3 separate regions of the Mus musculus genome follow, and regions 1 and 2 are each linked to region 3. Evidence: chromatin contacts called from public HiChIP or PLAC-seq and capture Hi-C data. All regions are on one chromosome and are shown on one strand. Each heading gives the region's core, a stretch centred on a gene start, on an enhancer-like site or on the middle of the called end of the contact. The rest is flanking DNA. Distances are from core to core; before and after follow the strand shown. Region 1 overlaps Prex2 (phosphatidylinositol-3,4,5-trisphosphate-dependent Rac exchange factor 2). Region 2 overlaps Prex2 (phosphatidylinositol-3,4,5-trisphosphate-dependent Rac exchange factor 2). Region 3 has its middle 130 kb from the start of Cpa6.

Region 1 (2,700 bases), core at 123-2,622, 300 kb after region 3:
CTAGCTTACTCAGGCAAGAGTGAGACCTTTCTCAAAAAAACAAAAAGGAGATGGGAGAGATGGCTGCATAGGTGAAGTACTGGCCCCCAAACAGAGATTGTGAATTCTGATCTCTAACTCTCACATTAAAAACAAAATACAAAACAGACCTTTGTGTGCTAGCACTCAGCTTTAATCCCAGCTGGGGGGAGGGGTGGGCACAGAGACTCCAGAATCCCCTGGGCTTGCTGGCTGTCTAATACAGTCTGAAGGCGAATTTCAGGTGAGAAACCTTGCTAAAAAACTGGTGTACTCCAGGAAAATCTTTGGCCCTCGACATATGCATACACACACACACACACACACACACACACACACACACACATGCCTGCTCGTGTGAATGCACATATAGCCACATACAAGAAAACCCCATGAACAAATAAATAAAAAAACAGCCCCTCCCAAATTCTCAATTATATTATTATTGTTACAAATCTGATTGAAGAATGACAACCTCAGTCATGATTATTTATTTATTTATTTATTTATTTATTTATTTATTTATTGGTCTACTTTGGTTTAAATTAATGATTTTAAGGTGTTCTATTTGTGTTTTTCTTAGCATCAAATAAAATTTGGGGCTTTGTTCAATAACTTAAAAATGAGAGTTTTCAAGTTTTGTAGAGAGTTCTGGTCTTGATACCATCTTGCAATATATTTCCTTCAACGTTTTCCATTGAGTCCTCAAAAAATTTCATTTTGAAATTCATTCTTAACCAAGTAATTTTAGTGACTAAAAGCCTACTTATTCTTATGAAATTATTTGGAAGGCAAATAAAAAGCTCTTGCAATCTGTATTTTTATATCTTTCTGACACCACTAAAGGGAGTAGAGATTTCTGAGTGTTGCACAGAACAAATGTCCTGGCTGCTGGGGCAAGAAGGGCCTTTGTGAACAGGGAAAGTCTCACACTTATGTAATACGGGGAAGGTCATATTTGTAGTACTAAGAAATTAATACATCACCATATGGTCACTCAAGCATGAAGCAGAGACATTTTGAAAGGGTGTTTCTTTCAGAACCAAAATTGTACTATAAAATTAACCAATGCATGTATGATTCAAAAGTAAATGTTCTTTCAAAAGAAGTAACGTTCCACTTAGATTTCCACAATGGGTAAACATTTAATGCCTTTCCACATTTAAAGGTCTTTCAACACTGGAACAGACATGTACTGAGCTAACACATATATGGTTTCTGTTTTTACTACCTGTGAGGGAAGTTTGTCTCATCCTTGGGGACAGGCACTGCTAGCCTAAATGCATAGAGCAGTGTGCAGAGGTGTAGTCCTTCACTGACTTCTGAAGTGTGTGGCCTCTGCTGACTTCTGAGTGTGTGGCCTCTGCTGACTTCTAAGTGTGTGGCCTCTGGGTTCATGGTTTTTGTTTCTCAAATGGGAAAGTCTGGGAATGGGGAATCTTTTGTGTTTTTGGTCTCAGGCTTTTTTTTTTTTTTAAACCCAGTGGTGATTCATTATCAAGCAAATTATGCCCCAAGAAAGGGCCACTGTGGTCATTCTTGCTAGTGTTGCTGCTCCCAGGCCACTAGAGTTCAGCCTTGGATCAGTCTGAGCACCTTCCTGGCTCTTTCTTCAGAATAGCTGGAGAGAAAAAGCAACAAAATGAGACACCAAAACACATCTGCCCTGCTGTCTGCAGGCTTCACAGAACTATATGTCCTGATGTCATCTCTGTCCCCATGAGCCCTTCGTGCTTCTCAGCCATTTTTTTTTAAACAGGTTCTTGCCCTGCTGGCTCTTTCTCCTTCTCACACTTGCCTATGTCTCCCAAGATACACTTCTTCCTTACCTCCCAGACACTCAGGCTGTGAAACATATGTCCTTCATATCCTCCAAGTATAATAAAGTTCAAACTCCAGGGATGACTCCTGAGAGGGGGTCACTCCTCTACTTATCCAGTCTATCTCACATGTCCCCCCACCCTCACTAACTCTAAGCTTGCACACAAATAGAACTGCTTATGGCCGAGTGCTTTTCCGAATTAAAGCATTACTCACTGATGAAATATTTGCCTTACCTAAGGATTAATTCAGTGTAGAAAAAAACATTTTTAAGAATTAACCTTAGAGGGGACTGAACAGAGAATAAAGTGTTTTAAGTATAAAAGTTTTTAAATCTGTTTATGATTCTTTTATCAGTATATTGTTTGCAGGGGGAATATTTTCTACTGTATGGTAAGTTTTATGGGCATTGGTATAATGTGTGTGTGTGTGTGTGTGTGTGTGTGTGTGTGTGTGTGTGTGTGTTTGTGTTGGAAAATCTTAAGTATCCAGTTAGGACATGCCACTTACATATTTGCTTAGGTACATTTCCATAGGTACACAGTTATGCACCTATAGACTCAAAGTGAATGGATGACCGATAATTGCTTAATTGTTCACACATTCTCTGGCTCCCAAACTCCCATTTACCTTCAAACAACCAGTTGTGATTGCTAATTGACTTGACTTTTTTCCATTAGGAATTGCTCTATTTAGGCTAAAGAGATGATTCAGTTGAAGTCCTTGAACTGTTTGTTAACCAGAGTTTGGATTTCCAGCAATCACATAGAAAAGCTAATATCTTCAGTGCACCCCTATAATTCTAGCACCGGGGAGGCAGGAGCAGGATGGTGTCTGGGGATTGCTAGACAGCCAATCTAG
Region 2 (2,700 bases), core at 167-2,666, 420 kb after region 3:
TGGGGTCTTACAGTCTAGCCTATTGGTGATGGTACAGTAGTCATTTTAATAAAATTGGATAGTTGTTAAGACTATACTATGTACTGCATGTAATAAATAATATGGTTTGTTTTTATGTAATCCTGAAAATAAAAAAGGCACTATGAGATATGCACTATCATTTAACTAGATTTATAAGGGAAAGGCATTTAAGGAGATTAACTTGTTCAAGGTCACTGAACTACTATTTCACATTAATGAAATTTGATTATTGTTGACACTATACTGTGTGCTATATGCTCTATGGTAAATAATAAGATGGGTTATATTTATATAATTCTGAAAAAAAATCACTCTGAGATTTGCCCTATCATTTAGGGAAGGTATTTAAAGAGACTAAATAGCTTGTTCAAGGTCACAGAACTATCTGCAAAGCCAGAATGTTATTCAGACCCATCTCTCCAACATCTGTTTTCTTAAATGTATACCCTCCTGCTGAGTAGGATATAGGATGGGACTTAAACCAGTGCCCACTGACAGAATATGAAAAGCATTTTGTGCAAAGTAGGGGCTGGTTACTGCAGAGGATGTAAGCTGTGGGGTTGAAGCTTGTGGTAGTTAGCCGAAACCACGACTACATTGTGAAGACCTTATACTTCATCCAGAAGACCTAAGCCATTCACATAATTGCATTTTCATTTGCATTTTAAGAGGACAAACATCTTAGTGGAGGAAACCAGGACGAGGCCACACATAAGGGTCAGGGTGAGGTTGTATCAGTATACACAATAGATAGCATTAGTGATATAGTAGAGAGCGGAGATTTAAGAGGTAGTTAAAAATAGAAAATGAATAAGATTGGAATGTTCTTTGGTGACATAGTAATTCATTGCACACATGCATTGATTTCCTGGGAATGGATAAGTTAAACTTGATGCTGTGGGATTGATGATCATACACCACCTTTAATGGAATGTGGAGAGACCATCAGAAATCACTCCAGAATGGACTTATGAAAATGGCAATGGTTGGACCACGTTTTTAAAATCCTTCTAACCTGTGTCCTTAATAAATTAAATTTTATTTAATAAATTAATTTTTTTCTCAGGTCAATGAACCTCTAACATAGCTGGTTCATTAGATTTCTTTTTATTATAGTCCAAAGAAAAGGAGCTGTAAGACCCAAAGAGCCTTAAGTCCAGGAAGTCCCACTCACAGAAGCACAGAGCTGGAGATTGATGCAATAAGCAAGAGGTTTATTGATCCAGCGCACTGGGGTCGTCCTGCAAAGGGGCAGAAGCGACCCTAAACACACAAAACACACGCCTTTTATTCAGCTTTTGTGGGCGGATTTTGGTAACAGCTTGAGCTGGTTTAAGCCCATTGTTAGCCCTAGCTGACCTTTTCATTCCCCCCTTTAGAAATGGTAATTAGCCGCTCCCTTCTGAAGAGGCTAGCCCCTGAGCTGCATTGATAGCCCCAGGTGAGGTGAGGTCTTAGTCACCAGAAATGGGAACTGAAATGTAAGTGGTCATTATCTGCACCTGCCTTGTGCTTGGGGCTTTCTTGTAAAGCTTGTTTTGTTGGGTCATTCCAGGAAGGGAGAATTCCTCACAACCTTCTAGTGGATGACCCTCAGCGAACTATTCTAGCAAGGTCTTTCAGCAGTCCTCTTACATTTTCTATGGTCACACATTCCCACAGAGCCACCAAAATAGTCCAAGAAAAAGGAGAAAACTGAGAATAAGCACTTACACACATTTCTATACAGGTAGAACTGTCTCTTTAACTCAAATATTGTTAAATGAATGGGTCAGAACAGACGATGCTCAGGAGTATGTGGAACCAGGTGATCAGTGGTGTCTCACACCGATTAAGAGAACATGTGATGAGTCACCAGAATGGCTCATGTTCTTATACATTGCCTCCCATCATTATTCAGGGGGCTAAAATAGGTATTGGGTACTTTCCTACAATTCGAATAACCAGATAACTACAACCTATGAAAGCAGCACCAAGAAGCACAGCACCAAGAAGCAAAGACAATTAGCTCCCTAAGAATGCTTTCCCAGTAGTCACTTGAACAAAGAGAATCGGCTTTTAATTTAAGGAGAAATAACCAAGGTTCCCACTGAATGTGGGAAATAACCATTTTCTAAGATCTAGATCTGTAAAGTTCTAAATATACATCAAAAGCTACATAAGATATATTTCATATTTTCCCAGGTGTCCTCAAATTCTGCAGGATGCTGTGCCCTTGGAGAATTTTCTTTTCTTTGTCCCCAAGCCTGAGGACAGCATCAGAGCTCAAATATTTAAAAAACAAACAAACAAAAACATTGCTCAGGTTATATTTGAGTCATCAATATACACCCATAACTCAGGGATGGTAGTGGATATTTTAGGCATACTTTTGAGTTCTTCATATGTATTGTGACACAGAAAAAGGTTTTAAACTAGTGATCAATGTCACTTATGATATTTCAAATGTGTGAAAATAAATACTGAGAACCCCTTGTAAGAGTTATATTTTCTATATCCGATTAAAGTATTTTTAGATGAATATACACATGATACTACTTCATGACTTTCTGTGGCTCCAAATGTTGTTTATCATAAGTCTGGCCTTCCATGTGCTAAATTTGTTGTATTGAGTTATAGCCAGGACTTGAATCACAGACACACACACACACACACATGCACGGGTGTGTGTGTGTGTGT
Region 3 (2,700 bases), core at 64-2,563:
AGCTATCTATCTGTGGATAGTGAGTTCATGGGTCTTAGAGGAGAACCTATTACTGCCACTTTCCTAAACCAGGATAACCCCAAGTACATTGCAAATACTTATCCTTATACCCGTGAATATGTACTGCTTTTATCCCTTGTTAAAGTAGAGTATGTAGCAAACAGAGAAAATTACAAAATCCACAACTGGTCAAAATGCAGACAACAACTGACTACACGGTGCTTAGCTCTATGTGATACATCTACTACAGAACCCTTACATATCAGGCTGGGGGAGACTTGCATTGTGAATTGCAAAAGAGGCAGAGGGAAGTGTATGTCTGTTGACAGGTTGTGTCTTCTAGATATACTAGGGAAGCTACAACCATGAAATATCACCAAGATCTGAACAATGAGAACAGTTTACATGTCAACATGGATGGAGGGAGTCTTGTGGGGCCCCACCTTTACATGAAGAGCTATAGAGAGCTAATGACTGTAGAGAGAATGAGACTCAGCCTTCTCTAGGGATGAGCCCCTAACTGTATCCAATGCAAAATAGTCAGTCCTAAAAACACATACAACTCAGCAAGTTGTATTTATATATTTATTCACTTACCTGTATGCAGTGGTAGTAATTAAAGAAAAAGGCCATGAATTTGAGAGGGATGGGGGAAAATGATGTACTTCCCTTTTAATTAAGGTAAAATGCGTTAATAAAGATATTAATATATTTTAATATTTTTCATGTTGATGAGTAAAATGGCTATAACAGAATCACCTCAAAATAAATATTACATAAGTTCCAATTTCATTAAATTAAAATTATTTGTAAGTTCTACAAGACAGTACTAACTTCTCTTTCATATTTTTTTTTTTTGCTTTTTTTTAATTTAAAACTTTAGTACTCATAATAGCACATCCCAACTTTTCTTTTAACTGTGAAAATAAATGATCCATTTCCTTAAAGAAAGAACATGCTACTAAATTCGACTCAGAATGCTTTGGTTACTGACAAGAGCCAGGATGGTTTTAGAATAATCCTCTTACTTTCTTTGAAGCTAACTTAGAATTAAGAAGGACTCTAGTGTTTTGTCTAAGCCAAGGTATGACAGACAACATTTATCCTTTTATATAGCTTTCTAGGTTAGATATAAGCAAAGGTTGATGTATACTTTCATCAGAAGTCAGGTCTCTTCCCGATTAGTAGATAGCTTTTTTATTATTTAAAAATCCAGTCAGACTTTTCAGCATTCACTTGTAATCACTGGTACTTAGGAATCTGAGGAAAGAGGAGCTCTTGAACCTAGGGGTCAAGGTCAGGCTCCACAAGAAAACAGGACTCTGAAAGTTAAATAAGACCTGACAAAGGTGCTGTTGATTCTGAATATTTGGTGAGACTGAGCCCTTGATCTTCTTAGGCTAAAGTTTTCCAAATGTAGTGAAATTGAAGCTTGTAGGAAAGGATGGGCGTGGTGTTAGGAGCCACCTTTAATTAAAAAAAGAAAGAGTAGGATGGGGAGATGGCTCATTCAGGTAGGATTGCTAGCTTTTGAAGAATAAGGATCTGAGTTCAAATCTCCAGTGCTCATATAAAGAGACAGATATGGCTTGTGCCTGCAACCCCAACCTTTCAGGGTACAGACAGTCATATCTAGAGAGCTCAATGGCCATCCAGCCAAGCTGAAAGGGCTAAGCTTCCGGTTAGTAAGAAAGCCTGCCTCAAGGCAATAAGGTATCTTGTTCTGCTGTCTTCATAGCTATGCACATCCACACACTCATACACTGCATTTCATACTATAAATACACACACACACACACACACACACACACACACACACAAATAAAAGTGAAGAAAGAAAGTGATATAAAAGTCTGGGGGAAATGGTATATTTCTAGGAACTTAAAAGGCCAATATTTGCAGACTGATGGTATTCATGTGACTCTGAATAATTTGTTGACATGTGAGTCATGTGTGTCTGGTAAAACTCTTGCTGGGAAATGAGAATGTATTGAAGCAAGTCAGCAGCACCCCTTTTCCATTCTTTATCAATGTAAAGTCCTAAGGAGAAAACTCTTGCGTTCTGTTATTGCCTGCTCATGATACCATAACAAAATATTATGGACTGGAAACTTGTGAGCTACAGAAATGTGTTGCTTACAGCTCTGGAAGGTAAGAAAGCACGATCCAGCTGCATGCAGATTGAGTGTCTGGAAAAAAAAAAAAAAAACCTACTCTCTGCCGCTTACCTGGAGCTTCCTGTTGTGTTCTCACAGGGCAGAAACAAATAGCTCTCCAGCCTCACTAGCAAGGCTACTACGATCCTTTTAAGAATATCATAATAGTGGTTAAGTTTCAACATGTCAATTTTTTGAGGGACTCATACATTGAGACTGTGGCATGTTGGGAAAGGTAGTTTCTTGTCTTGATAGGTTCATTAATTCTATTTTCACAGAAAGCTGAAATACATGTGACCTTATCCCAAATGATCACATTCTGCTAGGTTTAGGCAGCAGAAACAAAATGTGGCCCCATCCACTTATCAGGTATTCATGTGTGTACTTTCAAATAAAACCCCTACAAATCTGAATAATGAGTAACCATCATTATACAAAGTAAAATTCATATAAAAGTATCTGTGACAAAATATTGTTAAAGAAATGATCACTTTGTGTCTGTCTAGATATTAGACAAATAAAAATTGCATGCCTATCATTCAAT

Evidence for each region. HiChIP or PLAC-seq counts read pairs in DNA pulled down with a chosen protein or histone mark. Capture Hi-C pulls out chosen DNA fragments and counts their contacts.
Region 1: a contact with region 3 is called in a capture Hi-C map of embryonic stem cells, with 2.4 times the contacts expected there. The contact joins two enhancer-like sites. A contact is called at or near these places in 4 of 484 Hi-C or Micro-C datasets (brown adipocytes, embryonic fibroblasts and embryonic stem cells), 2 of 115 datasets of contacts at active chromatin or transcription factors (both in embryonic stem cells) and 4 of 9 other capture datasets (adipose tissue, embryonic stem cells, liver and 1 more).
Region 2: a contact with region 3 is called in an H3K27ac HiChIP or PLAC-seq map of embryonic stem cells, with 5 read pairs. The contact joins two enhancer-like sites. A contact is called at or near these places in 1 of 484 Hi-C or Micro-C datasets (embryonic stem cells), 2 of 115 datasets of contacts at active chromatin or transcription factors (both in embryonic stem cells) and 1 of 9 other capture datasets (embryonic stem cells).

The regions. Positions count from the first base shown.
Region 1 is chr1:11,150,144-11,152,843 of GRCm38.p6, forward strand. The region is part of intron 19 of Prex2 (phosphatidylinositol-3,4,5-trisphosphate-dependent Rac exchange factor 2); the gene reads left to right. Among named protein-coding and RNA genes, the nearest start is that of Gm24173, 17 kb to the left of the region's middle. Within about 2 kb of position 1,373, at least 7 of the 459 cell types and tissues checked have an H3K27ac peak or open chromatin away from gene starts, as enhancers often do. A contact at or near this core is called in embryonic stem cells, where this site is marked.
Region 2 is chr1:11,276,610-11,279,309 of GRCm38.p6, forward strand. All of the region lies in intron 37 of Prex2 (phosphatidylinositol-3,4,5-trisphosphate-dependent Rac exchange factor 2), which reads left to right. Among named protein-coding and RNA genes, the nearest start is that of A830018L16Rik, 140 kb to the right of the region's middle. Within about 2 kb of position 1,417, at least 18 of the 459 cell types and tissues checked have an H3K27ac peak or open chromatin away from gene starts, as enhancers often do. A contact at or near this core is called in embryonic stem cells, where this site is marked.
Region 3 is chr1:10,851,853-10,854,552 of GRCm38.p6, forward strand. It overlaps the pseudogene Gm28659. Among named protein-coding and RNA genes, the nearest start is that of Cpa6, 130 kb to the left of the region's middle. Within about 2 kb of position 1,314, at least 9 of the 459 cell types and tissues checked have an H3K27ac peak or open chromatin away from gene starts, as enhancers often do. A contact at or near this core is called in embryonic stem cells, where this site is marked.